Linked DNA regions of Canis lupus: region 1 is linked to region 2. A link is a contact called in public Hi-C data. All regions are on one chromosome and are shown on one strand. The core of a region is the stretch at or near the end of the contact, and the rest is flanking DNA. Distances in the headings are between cores, read along the strand shown. Region 1 overlaps CCDC6 (coiled-coil domain-containing protein 6). Region 2 has its middle 74 kb from the start of SLC16A9.

The links. A called contact is a pair of places that touch in the nucleus more often than the background predicts.
Region 1: a Hi-C map of skin fibroblasts shows a contact between it and region 2, with 2.8 times the contacts expected there. The contact joins two enhancer-like sites. A contact is called at or near these places in 3 of 9 Hi-C or Micro-C datasets (amygdala, blood and skin fibroblasts).

Annotation. Positions count from the first base shown.
Region 1 is chr4:12,649,698-12,653,825 of UU_Cfam_GSD_1.0, forward strand. CCDC6 (coiled-coil domain-containing protein 6) reads right to left here. Exons shown (of 9, transcript XM_038533990.1): 7 at 2,875-2,975. All of the region lies in intron 1 of LOC111095450 (a long non-coding RNA gene), which reads left to right. Among named protein-coding and RNA genes, the nearest start is that of MRLN, 36 kb to the left of the region's middle. Within about 2 kb of position 2,219, at least 3 of the 20 cell types and tissues checked have an H3K27ac peak or open chromatin away from gene starts, as enhancers often do.
Region 2 is chr4:12,517,372-12,521,810 of UU_Cfam_GSD_1.0, forward strand. No RefSeq gene overlaps it. Among named protein-coding and RNA genes, the nearest start is that of SLC16A9, 74 kb to the right of the region's middle. Within about 2 kb of position 1,265, at least 2 of the 20 cell types and tissues checked have an H3K27ac peak or open chromatin away from gene starts, as enhancers often do.

The DNA of each region.
Region 1 (4,128 bases), core at 969-3,468, 130 kb after region 2:
GAAAACACCCAGATCTGGGCAGTGGGTATGCTTGTTGCTAGTGGGGTAGTGGGGTGTGAACACTTTTTCAAACTTTGTTATACCCCATCTATGATTTAGGCACATCAAAATATGCTAATTGGGAGTGTCTTGTTGTTAGGCTGCCTAAAATAACGGACCTGAAATCAGCAACCTTATTGCTGATAAGTAATATTCTCCCCAAATATGATCTGCATATGTAAGTCAATACATTTTTTTAAGATTTTTTTAAAGATCCCCGAGGACCCCGTGATCACAACCTGAGCCAAAGGCAGACGTTCAACCACCCAGCCATGCAGGTGCCCCATGTCGATACATTATTAAGAAAAGGATCCTTCAAAAGTTCTAGGAAATAGAACTTTCAAACTGAAAGAGGAAGTATTTCAACAACTTGATGAAATACAAGACTGCCAATGTTAATCAGAAATGGTAAGGGAATAAATAAGCACTCACCATACTTAAAATGGAAATAAAAGCACACACACACACAACATAATTCCACTAAGAAAGTGATTAGATATTCTTAATACCAAGAACCACAACTTCTTCCAATAAAAACTAAATTGAAAGGCAAACTTGAAAATTCAGGTTTTGCTGATATACTATGTATAGAACTGCAAGGGACTAGATAAGGAGTAATTCTCTGGCCAAATATGAGATAAAATCTACTTTAATGATATTACACAACTTTAAAATAAGACACAAAAAGGTTCTTCTCACTTAGGCTGGCTGAAAGAAAAAAAAAATCTAGGTGTTACTTATTACTTTGTCCAAGGGAAAAGTAAATGGCTCATCTCTACAGGAAAGTCCCCCATACAGAGACAGTTGCAGTGAAAGTCAAAATTATGTACACAGAGTAAGATCTTCCGATTGAGTATCTATTACAACAGAAGTTGATATTCCCAACTAAGGTCTGATTTTTGCTTTTGCTTTATTCAAAGTCCACAACATTACACTTAATGAATTGGAAAATACATGCCTCTAAGGATTTCTTTAGGTTTAAATAAATCAAACAGAAGGCTAAATTATACTAAATATGAATCAGCATCACCATCAACTATAAAAACTATCTTCCATATTGCTCCTTCCTGAAGCATGCCTTCCTTTTATGTCAATAAGTTAGAAGGCAAAGAAGGACTTTATCGTGGTAATGAAACTGAAGTACTGTTTGGGGAAAATGGAGAGGCAGCAAGAAAGAGGGAGCTTTTGGAGAGATTTAAAGGCCACCAGGGAACAGGAGAAACAGATTCCAGAACATCCTTTGGGAAAGAACAAGGGGAGATGGTCACGCACTGCTCCATGACACGAAGTCCTTTGGTTTGTGAACAACTCCTCTTTACCCTGCCTGAACTGGACAAAAGTTGCTATGCTTTGTGCCGGATGTTCTTTTGATTTCTCCTCTTGAAAATAAAAAGAAAGGAAGGTCCCAGCAGCAGAGCACTGGGCAGGATCTAACCTCAGCATGTGCGGAATGTGCATTACTGCGGCCTTTCCCCTCATCCACCTGAAAGTCCACCTGAAGGGCATTCCCTGTTGTCCATTGTCACAATTGTCACAACACACAAAGTCATAGAACCCCTAACACACAGCTGTTTTACTTTCCAAACCCACAAAGCCTCTTCCTGCCGCCATCCTTCTAAGCAGGCGCTCACTTTATTGTGCTGTGAAACTCCACTCCCCCACACACATACTTTCTCCCCAGCTCTGTTTAAAATCTGTTTACCAGCAAGCACAAGAAACTCAGACTTGTCCCTTTAGTCACAAGATGCGATCCCTTGGCTGCCTACCTTTTCTTCCCTCCCTCCACTCCCCTGGCAGGTCCCTGGCCCCCTGCTTCCTCTTTCATCCTTGCTGGATCATTGACTTGCCCTCCTGGCCTGAGAGCCCCACGCTGTGCTGGTTCTGAGCCAGAGACCGGGAGGGAGGCCTAGGGGGCTGGTTTTTGGGGTCAGATGAAGACAAGCACGCCTTTGAGGGAAAGGCTTTTGAGGAGCAAAGCCCAGATGCAGAAGCAAAGCCAAAAGCAAGGCCAGTTTCTTCATGCAGGGCCTGCCTGTTGGGGCCCAGTCCCACTACATGGGTCAGCTCACCAGTTGGCTCACTAGTCAGTTCACTGACCAGTTGGCTCAACCACCAGTCGGCTACCCGGTTAGCTCACCAGTCCTATTCACCAGGCAGCTCTCCAGTCTGCTCACTAGTCCAGCTTACCAGCTGGCTGACCAGCTCACCGGCTGGCTGACCAGCTCACCATCAGTCAGCTCACCCACCAGTCGGCTCACCAGTCGGCTCCCCAGCCACCAGTAATCTCAGGAGGCAGTTAGTGCTCCAAAGGACAAAGGATTTGGGAAGCAAGACCTGCCCCGCCTTGCCACCTCCTGGACCTGTGACCAACAGCCACTGAACTTTTAAATCACTGCTTCAATTTTAACATGGGAAAATGATGCCTATATTAATTATTCTGAGAGTAGAAATGAGATATAATGTATGTAAAATAAAATAATAGAAGCCCCAGGAGGTGTGCTATGCTCCATCTTAGACATCTATGCAAGGCTCTGTCAATCCACTGGCACTTAAAAATCAAAGACAGTCTTTTAAAAAAGGATTTTTGGATTAAAATTCCTTTTCAACAACAACAAAAAAATGAAAAAACACCAGCTGGCCCTATAACATTTATGCTTAAAAATTTCAGGCTAAAACTCTGTCTTGATAGTGATTTGTTTTTCATGTTTCTGAAAAACACATGACTGTTCTCCCTCTGTTTACAAGATTTTTATATGCTAGAGGGGAGCATATTTGGGGATGCCTATGAAACATACCAGAAATCATCCACAGAAGTAGCTGAGAACGTGTACTCACCGGGTGATATAGGCCTGCTTGAACTTGGCGAAGGTGTGTAAGGGATCGGGCTGGACACAGTGCGAGGTCTTAATCCTTGTGCAGACATCTCGTTAAAATACCTAAAGGAGGGGGGGGGAAAGTATCAGAACTGCATGCATTATTTTTTTTTTTAAGATTTTATAAATTTGAGAGCAAGAGCAAGAGAGAGGGTGTTCACAAGCATAAGCAGGAGGAGGGGCAGAGTTGTAGAAGCAGACTCCCCGCTGAGAAGGGAGCCCATGCAGGGTTCAATCCTTTGAAATCACCAACTGAAGACAGATGCTTAACTGACTGAGCCACCCAGGCGCCCTGTGAATTGCATGCATTTCAGTAGTTCTTAAGAGAACTCCTAAGAGACAATGTTTGGGGTTCCTATCTTGAGGTCAAACTGGGTATTGAGAGAGTGATGCTATGGCTAAGAGACATGTATAAAGCAGGTGTCACAAGGCTCCACTGCTTAGTAAACACCCCTCTCCCTAGGGGTACAGGGAAGGGAAATATGGAACACTGTAGCTCCAGGTGGAGGCCTACTAACAGCTGTGCCATTCAACAGAGAGGACTGGGCTTTTCTTCATCAGATAATAATAGCTATGTAGAAATCTACCTCCACTGTCCCAAGGATTATTGGCACATCCATGTTTTGATGACTACATTTAAATTGTTATTGAAACTCAAACTCAAGCAAGCCCTGCAAGATTTATGTCATCAAATTAATGCTTAAAGTTAACAGGTATTCCTGTGAATTGAATATTTAAAGCTTAAAGGTAATGGTATTCCTGTGAAGTGGATATCAATCATTTACAAGGTAAGCCTTGCTTAATAAACAGCCACATACTGGAATGTAGCAAAGACTGAGCACTGTGCACCTACTGTAGTCCACCTGGCCACACCATGCCGGCTCGGACTTCATCCCAGATGTGGAAGTCACATTGGACCTGAGAATACTCAGGCCTGATCATCAGGAATGTCAGCCTTCACTATGTGAACAAGCACAGAATGCTGACAAGGAGAAATTTCTGCTTGAGAGACTTCCCAACAAGCTAACCTTCGGCCACATGTGCAGGCCTCTTTATCCCGGGGAAGATCTCAGCCCTGACTGCCAATCGGTTCACGACAAGAACGTTAACACGGCCATTTCCGCACTAGTTCATTTGACTCAAAGAAAACTGGGCTCCCAAATCTGACATGCATCTCTCAACTAGAGCCCCATTCCTAACTCTGCCCGCCTTTGAG
Region 2 (4,439 bases), core at 15-2,514:
AATCAAGCTAAGGTTCTGATGTTGGGAAACCGGGAGCCTTAGGATATTGACTCTATCCAGCACTGACTACAAACATATCTCTGCAAAAATCTGATGACTTATTTTTAATAGGAAATTTGTGGGATGAAGCAATGATTAAGAACGGTAAGTTAATCAATAAAGTTCTCCCACTGCCTAACAGTATGACCACAAGTGAGTCAATCAGCATTTCTGGACCAGTAAGGAAATTGCAAGCTCACATCTTTCCAACAGAAGCAACCGATAAAGAGATTAAGGAATATGGGTGCGAGATAATAGGGAAGCATGTGAGGTTATGGATATCAGTAAAGCTTCTGCTCTGTCTCCTGGTTTTCTAATGCCACTTATTTTCAACCTACGCTGCCCAAGCCAACATGTCTGCTAGTGAAATTCAGCTGCAGATTGGGTTGCAGACCCACGAAGTGAGTGCAATTTCCAGGGTGTATCGTCCACGGCCAGAAGCTAATTCCTAACTTGGAGTAACTGAAGGCATCAACTCAACATTTTACAGTAACAGCTAATGGAGATGCCAAGCTCTCTGGCTGAGCCAAGTCATCTGTGAAACGTGGACACAATTCAATTCAAATAATAGAACAGTAGCAGCCTGGATTTGTGATTCTGCGTGACTCTCTGCTTCATTCAAATTGGACCCACTACACCGCCCGATTTCTCAGCAGGCAGTTTAGCCTGTAGGAGACATTCCATACCCAGCAACAAATCTCATTTCCTCTCAGACTGAAGAAGACAGCAAAAGCCAGATGGCCTTTCAAGGCTGTTAATTATGCTCAATGATCCCAAGATGGATGCGGCCTACTTCTCGACTTTTTCCTCCTATACCACAAGGTGGGGCTGAAGCACAGGAAATGCTTCTTAAGCGGTCAGGTGTTGCCAGCTTGGAAAAGGCAAAAAGAAGGCAAAGGCAAAGATCCTTGATCTTGGGCAGCTGAATAAGAAAGGAAATCGCAGGCCTAGGAAGGCCCCACAAGGAAGGCCTCAGTGCATAGTGAATTCCTATTTATTCTTAGTAAACCCCACAGATGCCTGAGTTTCTGGAGCTCCAGGCTGCTGGTAAATTAGGTCTGAAAATTCAAAGGAGCTTAAAAAGCAATTAAATCACACTTTGGTTCAGTAATGAAGCCAGCATTAAGCAATGGGCCAGTTAATGAATATAATTGAGCTCAGAGCCGAAAGAGCCACCAAGTCTATGTTGTAAATTCTATGCCTGTTAAGAGCTGTGTGTGTTTACAGGTGAGTTAAACAGTGAAGGAACCCCCAGGAAGGCCCTGCTGGAAATTGTAAACAACTTGTCACCTCCCCAAAACCCAAGGAGCAAAGAGAGTAAGGAGGCAGGCTTCCCCACAATTTCTAGAATGGCATGGTCCACTTGTGGCCATTGGCTACTTCCTGAAGAGAGGTGGGAGGTGTGTTTAAAATACACACTGGATTTCAAAACAATGTGATCTCATTAATCACATTATATATTGATTATATGTTGAAATGATAACATTTGGGATCTACTGAGTAAAATAAAATATTAAAAGTAATTTCCTGTTTCTTATTTGGTTCCTAGAAATTCTTTATATATGTGGCTCACATTGTTTTTCTATTGGACATTGCTGTTCTAGGAGCTAGACAACTGGCACAACTATATCACCTGTAAAATACTGAAATATTTTGGGGGCATCTGGGTGACTCAGTCTGTTGAGTGTCTGACTTGATTTTGGCTCAGGTCATGAGTTCAGGATCGTGACATGGAGCCCCACCTTGGGCTCCACATTGAGTATAGAACTTGCTTAAGATTCTCTCTCTCCCTCTCCCTTACCCCCAACCCCAGCTCATGTGTGTGCCCATGCATTCTCTTACTCTCTCTAAAAAATAATAAAATAAAATAATAAAATATTGAGATATTTCCATACCAGCCAGATGATACCACTGCCCTAGTCCCCAGGCCTTCCTGTATCTTCATTGCTGCTCAGTGCCTCAGCCCTGCAGTGCCCATCACTCCATCATTCCTTTGCTCAAATTCTTCCAGGGAATATAAAATGAAAACCTTAGAGTTTCTGGGATGCATAGTGGCTCAGTCAGTAAGCATCTACCTTCAGCTCAGGTCATGATCTCCTGATCCTGGAATTGCTGAGCAGGGAGTCTGCATTTCTTTCTCTCTCCCTCTTCCCCTCCTCACTGCTCATTCTCTCTCTCCCTAATAAATAAAATCTTAGAGAAACTGGGAGTTTCTTATAACAAAAAAAATGCATTTCCAACCTCACAACCCAGCTATTCTACTTCTAAGTATTTCTCTCAAGAGGAATAAAAACATACACCCACAAAAAGACTTATACAAGAATATCCATAGGGACTTTATTCATAATAACCAAAAACAACCTAAATATCACCAAATTGTGGTACATTCATACTATTGAATACTACTCAGCATTTAAAAAAAAAGAACTATTTTTTAAAAAAGAACTATTAAAAACACGATATGGATCAAAGTTACCAGATTTAGCAAATTAAAATATAAATATTGCATGGGACATACTTTTACTAAAAATTATTTGTTGTTTTTCTGAAATTCAAATTTAGCTGAGCATTGTATACTTTATCTGCAAACAACAGGGCTTAATCCCAAAAACATAATGTTAAGTAAATGAAGTCAGATGCAAAACAGTAGATCCTAAATGATTCCTTAAAAAGAAAAACTTTATTTATTCATGAGAGACAGAGAGAGAGACAGAAACAGAGGCAGAAAGAGAAGTAGGCTCCCTGTGGGGAGCCCTATGCAGGACTTGATTCCCGGACCTGGGATCATGCCCTGAGTAGGAGGCAGACATTCAACGGCTGAGCCACCTCAGGCATCCCGTAAATGATTCCTTTTATATGAAGTTCACCAACAGGTAAAATTAATATTTGCTGATAGAAATTAGAATAGTGGTTGCCTCTGGGAGATGGGAGGTGGAGATTAACCAATGGAACCTCTAGAGTACTAGAAATGTTGACTGGGCTAAGTAATTACACTGGTGCATACATTTGACAGAAGTCATCACTTTGCATATACTTCATTTTACCTCAATTAAAAAAACCCCAACAACAACTATCTTCCATGGATTCTCAATACCTAAACTCTTGACAATAGTATACAAGGTCCATCCTTCTCTTGCCATTATTTATCCATTATCCTTCCATTATTCTTCATGAGTCCTACAGGCCAAGTGTGATAAATCCTCTACTCATCATTTCACCTCTGCTTTGGCTCTGTCTCCTAGAAGCTGAAGACTTTCTAAGAGATGTAGACCAACAGTCTTTTCTGGTACATTATATCTTACAATCTACCTCTATGATACCACTGTCCTGTTGCATTATTGCCACTGTCTACACCACAGTAAACTATAAATTCCTGTAGGGCAGGGACTTTTCTTTCCTCTCTGTATTCATGCGGGACAAAGTAAGTCACTTAGTATCAACCATGAGTGAAGGAACCAAATGTTCAGTCTAACCTCTCTCCTTAGTTCCTTACCTAGAAGCACACATTTTTTTTCAAATACAACATTAAGCACATATGTATATATAAAAAACATTTTATGGTCAGAAGAGAATGAAGGGCACAGTTTCCCTAACCAGAAGTAAACACTATGTTTTATTTGAAATCATTCCATAAATGTTCTATGCATAAGCAAGTATATATTATTTGTGCGTATATGTACATAGATTTATATATTCCTCCTGTTTTTACAGGTGGGAGATACTGTGTCACTTATTCCCCCTTTGACACTCCCATTCCTAACCTATTTTATGTCCTATTTTTTGTCCCCAGGAGGTGGTCCATGTATGCCTCATTATCCAGATTTCTTTGCTGGCTGGTTTCCTATTGGGTTTATCTAGTGAGAGACAATGTACAATCACCAACAAGTGATCTGGAGGGTATGCCAGAGAAGTCTGAGTATCTCTTCTTCCTTTGCTTTGGCCCCACATCCCTGGTGGTAGCTGCACCCTTCCACATCATACCTCCTGCATAAAACACCAACTCCAGGCACCAGCACCTTCAGCCCCCTCAGATCTAGGAATAGACCTTAGACCTAGGTTTCCTGGAAACACACCAAGATGGTGAAGTGAATGCAGATGGCCTATTGAGGAATGCCCTTTAGATATACACCTATAAGGAGAGGAAAGCAGGACTGACCAGAAGGAGAAGCTAACATGAAATGCAGTTCAGTGAGACCTCAGATGGTGCTACAAGGAGCTCTGGAGCTGGGATGGCCCTTCAGAATTGTTCCGAATTGAGAAGAAGGGGCTGGGCTTTTGTATGCCTACGTCATTGGCCATGGCTGCTCCCAAGAGGGAACATAACCTGAATGAGGCTCTCCCCTATAGAGGCTGAGGGCAACCAAGAGAGGAGTCATCTGTGAGCCAACCACGGTTCATAT